2 separate regions of the Ovis aries genome follow, and region 1 is linked to region 2. A link is a contact called in public Hi-C data. All regions are on one chromosome and are shown on one strand. Each heading gives the region's core, a stretch centred on a gene start, on an enhancer-like site or on the middle of the called end of the contact. The rest is flanking DNA. Distances are from core to core; before and after follow the strand shown. Region 1 holds the start of SPSB4 (splA/ryanodine receptor domain and SOCS box containing 4). Region 2 overlaps SPSB4 (splA/ryanodine receptor domain and SOCS box containing 4).

The links. Hi-C and Micro-C count contacts between places; a contact is called where the count stands out from the background.
Region 1: a Hi-C map of muscle shows a contact between it and region 2, with 3 times the contacts expected there. The contact joins the promoter of SPSB4 here to the enhancer-like site in region 2. A contact is called at or near these places in 3 of 16 Hi-C or Micro-C datasets (hypothalamus, muscle and tail adipose tissue).

What each region holds. Positions count from the first base shown.
Region 1 is chr1:248,507,139-248,513,046 of ARS-UI_Ramb_v3.0, reverse strand. SPSB4 (splA/ryanodine receptor domain and SOCS box containing 4) reads left to right here and starts at 2,953. Exons shown (of 3, transcript XM_027959837.3): 1 at 2,953-3,574.
Region 2 is chr1:248,440,676-248,447,177 of ARS-UI_Ramb_v3.0, reverse strand. The region is part of intron 2 of SPSB4 (splA/ryanodine receptor domain and SOCS box containing 4); the gene reads left to right. Among named protein-coding and RNA genes, the nearest start is that of PXYLP1, 62 kb to the right of the region's middle. Within about 2 kb of position 1,322, at least 5 of the 54 cell types and tissues checked have an H3K27ac peak or open chromatin away from gene starts, as enhancers often do. A contact at or near this core is called in muscle, where this site is marked.

The DNA.
Region 1 (5,908 bases), core at 1,704-4,203, 64 kb before region 2:
GTACCTACTCTGTATGTAAATGCTACAACACATAACCATACTCAGGAAATCCTTCTGTCCCCATTTTATAGTGAAAAAGCTAAGACTCAAAGAGCCTGAATTGAAATGAAACCCAAAGGCTGCCTGGCCATACCTGTGAAATATGTGTTTTCTTTGGAGTGAGACTGGCTAGTTCTTCAAGGGTTTGTTTTTTGAATCGCCCTTGGGTAGTTAAGAACATCTTGCATGAGTTATCTATTGGTGCACAACAGATTACTCCCAAAAAAGAACAGCTTAATACAATGAACATTTATTCTTTTACAGTTTCTGTGGTCAGGAATCTGGGCACAGTGTAGCTGAGTTTCTCTGATTCAAAGTCTCCCATGAAATTGCGGTCATGGTGTCAGACAGGGCTGCCTTCTCGTATGAAGGCCCAGCTAGGACTGGAGGGTGGGATCAGCTTCTCAGTTCACTCGCACGGTTGTTGGCAGTCTCTGTCCCCACCGCATGGGCCTCTCCACAAGGCTGCTTCAGCACATAGCAGGTGGCTTCTTCCAGAGAGCTAATTCAAAAGAGAGAGAGAGAGCGAACATGCAAGACAGAGTGTGCATACTCCAAGCAGAAGCCACAATCTTTTATAACCTAATCTTGGCTGGGCTTTCCATTAATTCCGCATTATTCTCTTGGTGAGAAGCAAGTCCATGAGGCCGGCCACACCTAAACGGAGTAGTTACACAAGGGTATGAAACCAAGGGGCAGAGATTGCAGGAGACATTGGCTGCTTACCTCAACATGAAGTTATATTAAATAACAGCCAGGCTATTCTGACTTCTCCCAAAATGACAAGTCATTTTGCTTGGTATACAGGGGCTGGAGTATTTTAGGATCACTTGGAGTGGTGGTGTGTCTACATCTTTAGGCCTAAGGCACATCTGGAGAGGTCAGCAGGTTGAACCTATCTGGATCCCCCAGGGAAAAATTAGTTTCTCAAACTGTGACCATTGTTCATTCCCTATCTTGTCCTTGGAGCTGTTGTGATATTTCCTAGCAAAGAGGGTAAGTGATGGGCATATCCCTCCCTCGCCCACCCTGTCAGCCAGACTAGGTTCAGGTGGAGAAACCACCGAAAATCTTCTTTGGCTTCTGTATCTTTTCCCCGAAATTTTCTTTTCTTGCCCCTCATCAGTGTCCATAGCCCCCTCAGTAGCTTGCAGAGTAGGTGCTCCAGGAGTTTCCTGATGGGGAATAGAAAGGACTGCTGTGGAGACCCCCCAAATATAGTAAATGTGAGTGCAGGTCAGAATGCCACTCAGGTCAATTCAAAGTACATTTATTCAACATCTGTTCTAGGTGGGTATAGAGAATTCAGACACGTATAAAAAGCATTCTTGCCCTTTGAAGGGGTTCACAGCTTTAGGAGGGAGACACGTACAAACAGGCAATGACAGAACAGTAGGATAAGTGCAAATAAATACTTGATCAATACCCCCTTCGGCTGTCCGACCAATGGCTAAACTGGTTTGTGAAGCATCCTCTTTTGCTTGGACTGTATCAGGAGTTCCAAGCTTGCTTGCCTCCATCCATTCACTCCGCTTAGAGATCTTTGGACAATGTAAATATGATAAGCATTACTTTGATTAAAGGCCTCAACTAATCTTGAGGAACGATCAAACTCTAGTTGACTTCCAAGAACCTAGCCACTGTCCATCCCTCCAGCCACATCTTACCTCATCGTTTGAAAGTGAAAGTGAAGTCACTCAGTCGTGTCCGACTCTTTGTGACCCCATGGACTGTAGCCTATCAGGCTCTTCCATCCATGGGATTTTCCTGGCAAGAGTGCCGAAGTGGATTGCCATTTCCTTCTCCAGGGGATCTTCCCGACCCAGGAATCGAACCCGGGTGTTCCGCGTCGCAGGCAGATGCTTTACCCTCTGAGCCACCAGGGAAGCCGCCTTACACTCCCGTATATACCGGAGGCTCCATGCTGTGATAGGTACCTAGACAGATGACCACCCTGTCCTTCTGTCTCCATGGCTAATTCATGTAGCCACCTCTATTAGGAAGCATTTCCAGATTGCCCTTCCCAGACAAAGCTGCCATCTGTTTCCCTAGGTTGAGTTACCTTTTACTTGTCTGTGTCCCAGATGAACCGGCGCTCTGCCCGTAGGCCGTTTAGTATCCGGCATAGAGAGGGCTGAGGTCAGACCAGATCACTGTGGAATGAACTAAGCTCACCTCTGGGAGCACAAAAGGCACCCAGACCAGTAACTGTCAATTTTCCAGAGAGAGCACAGATGCTACAAGCACCCTCTTGGCCTCCGCTCTGGCCACTCCCTCTTCCTCCGCTCGAGACGGGCAATCGGGCGGCCCACCTCCAGTCCTGGCAGCAGGCAGACTAAAAACACCTCTTTGCTCCTCGAGTGGTCGGGGGAAGGCTCCGAGAAGCAGGAGAGGTATGAAATTGGACTTTAGAAGATGAGCTGGAATCTGATCTTTAAAAAATAAAGTGTAGACACGCTCCTGAGGAAGAGGTCATTAAACCAAGCTCTTTCCCCGGCGCTATTTCCCACACGAGTTGGGTAAAGACAGCAAAGCTGTCGAATGACTGTGTGTATCTCCTCCGGCTCAGGGGCACCCACCCTGGCGCTCCCAGCGCGCTTGAATGAATGGGGGTGGGGGGGGGAGCGCATGAATGAGTGCGTGAGTGAGGGAGTGCGCGGGCTAGCGGGCGAGTGAATGGCGACCGCGCCGACTCGGCACGCGGCCGCGGGCTCCACTTCCCTCTCCCGCCAGCTGGTGGCCTCGGAAAGGTGGCGGCGCCGGCAGCGGCCCGAGCTGGGACGGGCCGGGGCGCGGGATGGTGGGGGAAGGGGCGTTCCCGGCGGCCGCGCCTTCCGCGGCTATTGGATTAGTGGCCTTCAGGGATGAGCTCAGCCGGATCGGCTTTCAGCTGCAGCCTCTGGGCCGGCCGGGAAGGCGGGGAGCGGGCGGCGGCGGAGGAGGAGGGGGAGGCGGCGGCGGCTGCAGCATCCAGAGCTGGCCGCGGCGGCCGGCGCGCCCCGTGCACAAAGACGCCCAGCCCCTTGGGGAGGGCGATGAGCGCACCGTAGCCCAGACCCGGGCCCCAGTTTCGAACACCAATGCGTGCGCCCAGGGCGAGGGGGAAGACGCCGGGCGCTCCAGGGGCGGGCGGCAGAGGCGCGGCCCGTGCGCCTTGAGCTCGGGGCTCGCCGCCCTCCAGGTCCAGCGCGGAGCTTAGGAACCGCTGGAGCGCAGGCCTTGGCGCGCCCCCGGGATCCGCGCAGAAAGACGCTTCCCCTCTCCCACCCGACCTCCTGCGCCCTCTCGCCGCGCTGGAGCGCCAACTTCCCCAAGAACGCTCCAACTCTGGGCCACCCTGCTGGGCAGAGGGGGCGCTGCTGCGGGGCTCTAGCCGTGAGGACGCGCCCCTGGCCCCGGGGAACAAGCCGGCATCTTCGGGGTCGCTCGGGCGCCCCTGAGCGGGTGGCAGCGGCCGCAGACGTCTCTCCTCGGAGTCCAGGACCTGCCAGCGCTGGCGATTCCTCCAGGGCAGGCGCTTGCCCTCTCTTTTATGGTGAGTATTCTCCATCTTCTGGTGAGAGGCGCGCGGGAGCCGAGGTCTGGCCGAGCGGACCTCGTGCGGGCCGGCACTGGCCACAGTCCGCGCTCCTGGCGTGCGTCCGGTCCAGATCCCCGGGAATTCCTCTCTGCGGACTGTGGCAATCCGAGCTGGCTGGTTTGCCTTTGGGCGTTTGGGGCTGGCCCCTGGTGTCATCGGTTCGAAGCCCGCTGCTTTTCTGCGTAATGGAGACAGCACAAAAAACTACCCCCCCGCCCCCGCCCGAGTCACCCTGCCTGGGTTTAGGTCCATGATCTGTCATTCACTGAATGAGTGACCTTGGACAAGGCGCCGAACCTTGATTTCTTCATCCGTAGAATGGGGGTGATAATGGTACCCTTTTAATAGGGCTCTTAGAAGCATCTATGGGGTGGTCCTCGTAATGTACGTAGACCTGTTCCTGACACATAAGAACCACTCGATCAAACGTTAGCCAGCATTATTATTAGCTGTGTGATCCCAAGCGTGTCATCCAACTTTCCGGAGCTGCAGCAGTTCTTTCGTCGATGTATTGGGGACAGTAATTTCCAGGAGTCTGTTCGTAGGGGTTGGGGGGCGGGGGCAGTTCAGCGCCTGGAAGTGAAGCGCCTGGCACGCAGTGGGTGCTGAAATGGGGGCTGTTGTTACTGTTTACTCTTGACGCTGGATAGTGAGGCTGGTCGCCCAGTCCGAGCGCTGCTTGGGGCCAGTTCCTGGCCTTGCTTGAAGACAAACTTGGCGATGCTTTGGAAGGGAGGGGGTCGCGTGCAGAGTGAGTCACGGGCAGGGGAGGGGGGTGGGGTCTGGGAAGAAGGGAGGAGGCCAGAGCCTGGAGCGCGGCAAATGTGTCCGCCCTGGTAGCGCAAGACGCGCCACGGGCTCGGAGCCAGGAGGGGACGCCGAGCCCAGGACCTCTTCCTGGAGGGAGAAGAGGGCTTGAGGGGAGAGTGGGGTGGGGAGTGACCACTCCCGCCTCCGGGATGGAGGAGCATGGGCTTTTCCGGACTGGCAGAGAGAGGAGGGCACTTGTGGGCCGTAGCGCTAGGAGATGGAGAGCGCTCTGGAATAAGGCTTGAGTTCGAATTCCGCCTCCACCATCAGCCCGCAGTGTGACCTTGGACAAGTACTCGAATCTTTCCCAGCTTAGTTTCCTCCTCTGCTCCAGCCTCCTCCTGGGGGAGTTTAGGGGTTGAAGGAGTTCTCTCCTCTCTAGGAATCAGAGCCTCCATCCTCCATCCACCTTCCGTCCTCCAGCAATCGATGAGCATAAATCAGGAAGACGTGCCTGAGCTTGGGGGAAACGCTGTTAAAAGGAGAATACGGGAGCTGCCCGCCCCTCCCCCCTCCAGGCGGTCGTTGCACCTAAGGAAGAAGCGCCTGTGCAATACATCTCTCCCGCCTCTCCCTCTCTTTCCCCCTTGATGCCCGTCTCCTCCAACCCAATTCTGCAGTCTCTGTCACTGAGACTGATGGGGGATCCTTCTTCATCCTCCACAACTCCATTTTTCAAAGAGTGCTGCTGATTAATGGAGTTTGTAGAAAGACACTGTGTTGGTAGCTTGATAGAAAGATGTTTGAGACACAAGACACCATCCTCCTGAGACACATAACCCTCTGATAGATTCCATTTTACAAACTTCCTTTAAAAGTACCAATAAAAGGAACTGACCACCTTAGGCAAACAACAAACAAAATTCTGCTTGCTGACCATTCTACTCAAATATCTCTCCAGGCTGTATTTCTGTTTTGCTTAAAAGACTGGTAAACTCAGTTGTATGAGAAGAAAATCTACAGGGACATCACCAGAACCAGTGAAAAGATAGGACAAACTGGGAGAATTGTCACTCTTGTCACAAAGGGCTCATTTCTTTAATGTGTAAAAATGTCCTTAAGTCAACAAGAAAAAGACCATTCACGGTTCACATGCACAGAGTAAAACTGAAATAACAAGCATATGACAAGTTGCTCTACCTCATTTTTCTTGAATAAGCAAAATTCAAGTTCAAACTACAAGACGATTTTCACATATCACATTAGCAAATAAGATTATTTATTATTATTATTTATTATAATAAGTTCAAACTACAAGACAATTTTCGCATATCACATTAGCAAATAAGATTATTTATTATTATTTATTATATTTATTATTTATCAGAAACATCTTTTAAAAATATAAGATAGATCAAATCCCTCCTAGTCTTAGAATCTCCTTGAGGCTGCCCAGGAGTAAGATTAAGGTGCCTCCAAAGACTTACAGGTCTGGTTCCTGCCTCCTTTCACCCCTTTTTCACTGTTTTCCTCTCTTAT
Region 2 (6,502 bases), core at 73-2,572:
TGAGTTTCTCCAGGCAGTTGAATTGCAGAGCCAAGACACTCCCTGGGAGTGCTTTCTCTGGGGTGCCTCAGCATGGGATTCCTGAGCGTGCAGGCAGGAAAGCAACTGAAGTGAAGGCCTGGATGACACCGTTGTGGGGAACAGTCCACAGAATCAGTTTTCCCCAATCAGGCAGAATAGTGGGCAGGCCCCTTACAGTGGGGTTGCTGGTACCTCTACTGCCAGTACTTCTTCCTACAGCTTCCCAGAACCCATCTGTCAACGCAGGAGACACGAGATGCAGGTTCAGTCCCTGGGTTAGGAAGGTACCCTGGAGTAGGACATGGCAACCCACTGCAGTATTCTTGCCTGGAGAATCCCATGGGCAGAGGATCCTGGAGGACTACAGCCCATGGGGTCACAAAGAGTAATGACTAAGCACACATACTAAATATATTCATTAGGCTTCATTAAAACAATAACGTAAGTCCCCTGCCCACCCGTTTCCAGCCACCCTCCCCAGAAGCAACCAGCGCTTGTCAGATTTCTCACATTTTCTTCTGAGATATTTTTCCAAACGACACAAACAGCAGCATTCCCCTCGCTGCTGCCGTGCACCCTGCTTTCTTCACTGCCTGGATCTGAGCTTCTTCCTTCTTCTTGATGCTGGTGGGAGCTCCGATGCCCCGCTCGTGCATTTAGAGTTTAGAGACCTTTCGCGCCCCCTCCTGTTAGTGGAGAAGGCCAGAGGCCCAGAGAATGGAAAGCTCCCTCCTCCCCCACGTCTCCCAGCTGTCTAGTGACTGATTCAGGACTGAAACTCAAATCTTCTGCCCTCCCATCTACCAAGGGCCAGCCAGGCCCACCTCTTTGCCTCTCCGGTCCTCATTTGTCAGACCAGCGATTGGAAAGGGGTGGGGGTGAGGCTACCGTTTGGGGCGGTCATTATAGGCCATTGGCGGACATAGCGCCACCTCTTATGGCGTGGTTCCAGACTTCCTAGGAACCTTCAGCCGTGTGCCCTCTCTTCCGCCTGTCCCTTCGCCTCCTCCTTCCCACCTTTGCGGCAGCAGCCCCGCGTCCAGCCTCTGCCCCAACCCTAGCTTAGCAACTGGTCACTATGACAACGCGGGCCTTCCTTCCAAAAGTGACATTCCAGGTATTTTATTTTGAGCCCCAATTAAGCAGGGCAGGCTGCCGGCTGGGAGCGAAGCAGGGAAGTGTGTTTTATGGCCTGAGAGAGCCCAGGTGCTATTTATAGCTCCTTAATCGGTGTTGCTAAATGGGGTCTTAATACAAGTCCTGAGGCAACTGCGCATTCTCATCACGGAGAATCTCCTCCCCGCAGCCTCTCTCCCTCCATCTGGCGGTCCTTCTGGGAGGCACCGATGCCTCCTCTGTGCTCAGCAGCTGTCAGCAGGCTGCCTGGCCCTCCTGACCCCTTTTCGACACAGGCGGGCTCTTACGGCCTTTGGGAATATTGGGTCCACAGCTGTCACTCCCATCAGGAACCTGGGGTCCTTGTGCAGCTGTTTGTCTCAGGGCTGGGATTCTGTCCCCACCCCACCCCCTACCCCCCAACCCCCACATCGCCCCATCCTCTCCATCAGTTCCGCGGGTGGATCAGAGACACCTATGACTCAAAACATCAGCTGCTGCTGCTGCTGCTAAGTCGTTTTAGTCATGTCCAACTCTGTGCAACCCCATAGACAGCAGCCCACCAGGCTCCCCCGTCCCTGGGACTCTCCAGGCAAGAACACTGGAGTGGGTTGCCATTTCCTTCTCCAATGCATGAAAGTGATGGTGCTCAGTCGTGTCCAACTCTTAACGACCCCATGGACTGCAGCCCACCAGGCTCCTCTGTCCATGGGATTCTCTAGGCAAGATTACTGGAGTGGGGTGCCATTGCCTTTTCCTCAAAACATCAGAAACATCCACAAAATCTTTTCCATGCATACCTCATGGGTTAACAGTCATTTCAGTTATTTAAAAGGAGCAACGTAGCTATTACTGCCTCTACCCACTCCCTCCCTCCTTCCCCCGCACCATTCTTTACCCCAGGGGAATTCATGCCCAGAGTGGGAAAAGGAGTCAACTAATGTCATTGCCAGGCACCACTGGGAGCTTTACTTGTGCCACCTGATTCAGGCTTCACACTGGTTATTTATAGAGAAGGAGCCTGTACCCCTAGTCAGGATGGGCCAGGTCTTGCTGCTGTAATAGACAAGCCTCAAGTCACTAATGTCAAACAACCAAGATTTATTTGTCTTTGCCCTTGTGCATGCTCATCCCTGGTCCCCTGGAAGCTCTATTCTGCAAAGTCTGTGTCCTCACTCCAGGTCCAGGGCGGAAGGAACAGCCCCTAATGGTTACGAACCAGCTGCTAAACATGCATTTCTACTTGTTAGCCGAAGTAAGACTCATGGTTGCACCTAACCTCAGTGAGTGGGGAAGGGCATGGTGACCCTGTACGCGGAGGATGAGAGCTAGAAAATTTGAGAACAGTCCTCTAACAACCTCTGGAGAAGTCAAGGGGTCAGGGTGAAGCGATTTATCAGATCCCACAGCTCGTAAGTGGCAGAGGAGGGAGCTGAGCACTCAGCGGTTTCTCCCAGAAGTCTGTGCTGTTTCTCCATGTTTAGATGTGGGCTCTCAAGTCAGACCTATGGCTTAAACCCTATCTCCAGCACTCACCAGCTCACCCTTGCTCAGCAAGCCACTCTGCACTTAGAGCCTCATTTCTCTGTCAGATGAAGCTGCTAGCACAGGGCAATGTTTTGAAAACACAAAACTTCATTTCTAAGTTTAGGGCAAACTCCTTTGACAGGCCAGATCAACCGGCACTGATGTGAGGCTATTTTTAGTCATTTCTTATTTCACTCGGTGTGAATATTCATAGGTTCTGCTGTAGAAATACCAGCGTGTGTGATTGCAAGCACTGCCTCCGTCCCCTGGGATGTTAGGCAACAAGTGGCATGCGCCACCTAATTACTAAACTCTGGAACTTTCTGAATTCCCAAACCACCTGTCCCAGGGTTTTGGATAAGGGACCACAGATCCGTCACACCTCCCTCAAGGGGTTGTCGTGAGCATGAAGGGAGAATGTGTGAGCGAGTGTCAGAAATTTGGAGCACAGGCCCAGCACACACTCGGTGCACAGGCACCGGGGTTACGCTGGGTCACTAGGTTGCACTGATGAGGCAGGAAAGAGCTGAAACCAAAGCAGGAGTATAGTGGGTGCTCCTGTTAGCACATGATTGAAATCACTCCATCACCCTGCTCCTGAGCATTCTGTCCTAGTCAGCAGAGGTCCTTTAGGACCTCACAGATCCTTGAGTGTGCTTGTGGAAAGATTCACACTAACAGCAAATAGCATGCTTGTGCAGGTCCCCGAAAAAGACAACATACTTCGTAAATCCAAGGTGTTGTTCTCACACATTAAATTAAAAGCAAAGGGTGTGCTTTTGCCAGCCATGGGACGAGAGTCTGAGGTTTTGTCTTATCACTCACTTCTTAGTATCTCACTCAGAATCGTTGACTTTGCAAGAAGGTTCCAAAACCCTATTTCTCCAAAGTTCCCAAGGCCTCACCTTAAGGTTGGAAACTGGGACCTCACCCTCCAAGCAGCTTCCTTTCTATCTGCTAAATAGACTGGGGTTCTATGTAAAATTTCATTTGGCAAAAGGATTCTCGTGCTTTGGCAAAGAGACCTGCCCTTCTGCTTCACAGAGGCTGAAAACTGTCATCGTGTGTGCCTCTTAGACTTGGGTTAAAACTGCCTGGGTTGGAATCTCAACTCACTAGTTGTGTGACCTTGGCCTGTTATTATCCCCCTGTGATACACTTGCCTCATCTATAAAAGAAGATGTTGATGATTGTGGGAATTAAATAAGTTAATTTATGGAAGTTCTTAAAATAGTGCCTGGTACAGTACACACACTAGAAATGCTGTTATTATTGTTATTATATATGTTATTATGTTATTAACATCACAGTGAGTTTGTGGCAGAGTCAGACCTGGATAAGACTTCAAGAGTCTTATCCAACTTATTTCAAGTTTTTGAGACTAAGAAGTGGTGGGGATATGGAGAAATTGCTGATGGGAATGTAGAGCAATGCAGCTGCCGTAGAAAACAGTCTAGCGTTTCCTCAAGAAATTAAACATGGAATCAACGTGACCCAGCAGTTCCACTTCTAGGTGTATGTGTGCATGTGTGCGTGCGTGCTAAGTCGCTTCAGTCGTGTGCAACCCTTTGTGACCCCATGGACTGTAGCCTGCCAGCCTCCTCTATCCATGGAGATTCCCCAGGCAAGAATACTGTGGTGGGTTGCCATGCTCTCCTCCAGGGTATCTTCCTGACCCAGATATTGAACTCGCATCTCTAATGTCTCCTGCATTAGCAGGCAGGTTCCTTACCACTAGCGCCACCTGGGAAGCTCTCGGTGTATACCTGAAAGAAATGCAAACAGATTCTTAAACAGATAGATACTTATACACTGATATTCATAGAAGCACTGATCACAATAGCCAAAAGATGAATACACCCCAAAATGTCCGTCAGTGGATGAGTGAATATGGGTATATCATACAATGAAATATCATCAATATTTAGCCATTAAAAGGAGTGAAATTCTGATACATGCTGCAACATGGATGAACCTCACATACGTGATGCCGGATACAGAAGTCACATATTGTATGATCCCGTTTAACAAAATAGATCAGTTCATAGAAAAAGAACGCAAATTAGTGATACCCAGGGACTGGGGGAAGGACTGTGGAGGAAATGCCTAATGGATACAGGTTTCCTTTGAGGGTAATGAGAAGGGTTTGAAACGAGACAGAGGTGGTGGTTGCATAACGTTGTGAATGTGCTAAGTGCCACTGAGTCACTTTTAAGTGGCTCCTTTTGTGTTAATGGAAACGTGTTAGTCGTTTAGTCTTGTCCGACTCTTTGCAACCCCTGGACTGGATTCCTCCAGGCTGCTCTGTCCATGGGATTCTCCAGCCAAGAATATTGGAGTGGGTTGCCAATTCGTACTTGAATATTATGCAAACTTCTCCTTAATGAAAAAAAATAAAATTCAGTGCAAGGAAGTTGTCCCCAGGCTTCAATCAACAGGCTAGCTGTGTACATGCAGGAAATATCCCAGAGGTGAACTTAATCACTGTGAGCATGGTACAGGGGAAGCACCTTTCACTTCCCAAGACCCCCAGGAAGCTGTGCACTTCTCAGATTGAGGGCGTCTGACTCATTTCCAACTCTCCAGCACCTGGTCTGGCACACAGCAGTTCCTCAAGAAACGCAGGATTCCTGAGGATCATCAACAAAAACAGAATGCACATCAGCCTGCCCTCCCCACCCTCTATGAAGTTTTGTGTTGGCAGCTCAGCCGCGGTGCTTGTTTTCCTCACTGAGAAATAACCCAGGACATGGTACCATGTCTATACTTACTGTGTCGGCCCAATGAGATGATACATCTAAGCTTCACGTGGCCGGACCAGGCTAGGCTCAGCCCAGAGGCAGGCTCAGCACAGGGCAGCTGCTACTTGCCTTAGGTTATTATTATTGTTATTTAAATCGGGGAAGAAGTCTTTTAGTTCCCCATCTTTCAGTCAGTTCAGTTCAGTCACTCAGTCGTGTCTGATTCTTTTCAACCCCATGAATCACAGCACGCCAGGCCTCCCTGTCCATCACCAACTCCTGGAGTTCACTCAAACTCATGCCCATCGAGTCGGTGATGTCATCTAGCTATCTCATCCTGTTGTCCCCTTCTTCTCCTGCCCCCAATCCCTCCCAGAATCAGGGTCTTTTCCAATGAGTCAACTCTTCGCATGAGGTGGCCAAAGTATTGGAGTTTCAGCTTTAGCATCAGTCCTTCCAATGAACACCCAGGACTGATCTTTAGGATGGACTGGTTGGATCTCCTTGCAGTCCAAGGGACTCTCAAGAGTCTTCTCCAACACCATAGTTCAAAAGCTTCGATTCTTTGGCGCTCAGCTTTCTTCACAGTCCAACTCTCACAACCATACTTGACCACAGGAAAAACCATAGCCTTGACTAGACAGACCTTTGTTGGCAAAGTAATATCTCTGCTTTTCAATATGCTATCTAGGTTGGTCATAACTTTGCTTCCAAGGAGTAAGCGTCTTTTAAATTCATCAAGAGGCTCTTTAGTTCTTCTTCACTTTCTGCCATAAGGGTGGTGTCATCCGCATATCTGAGGTTATTGATATTTCTCCCGGCAATCTTGATTCCAGCTTGTGCTTCTTCCAGCCCAGCGTTTCTCATGATGTACTCTGCATAGAAGTTAAATAAGCAGGGTGACAATATCCAGCCTTGATGTATTCCTTTCCTATTTGGAACCAGTCTGTCGTTCCATGTCCAGTTCTAACTGTTGCTTCCTGACCTGCATACAGATTTCTCAAGGGGCAGGTCAGGTGGTCTGGTATTCCCATCTCTTTCAGAATTTTCCACAGTTTATTGTGATCCACACAGTCAAAGGCTTTGGCATAGTCAAT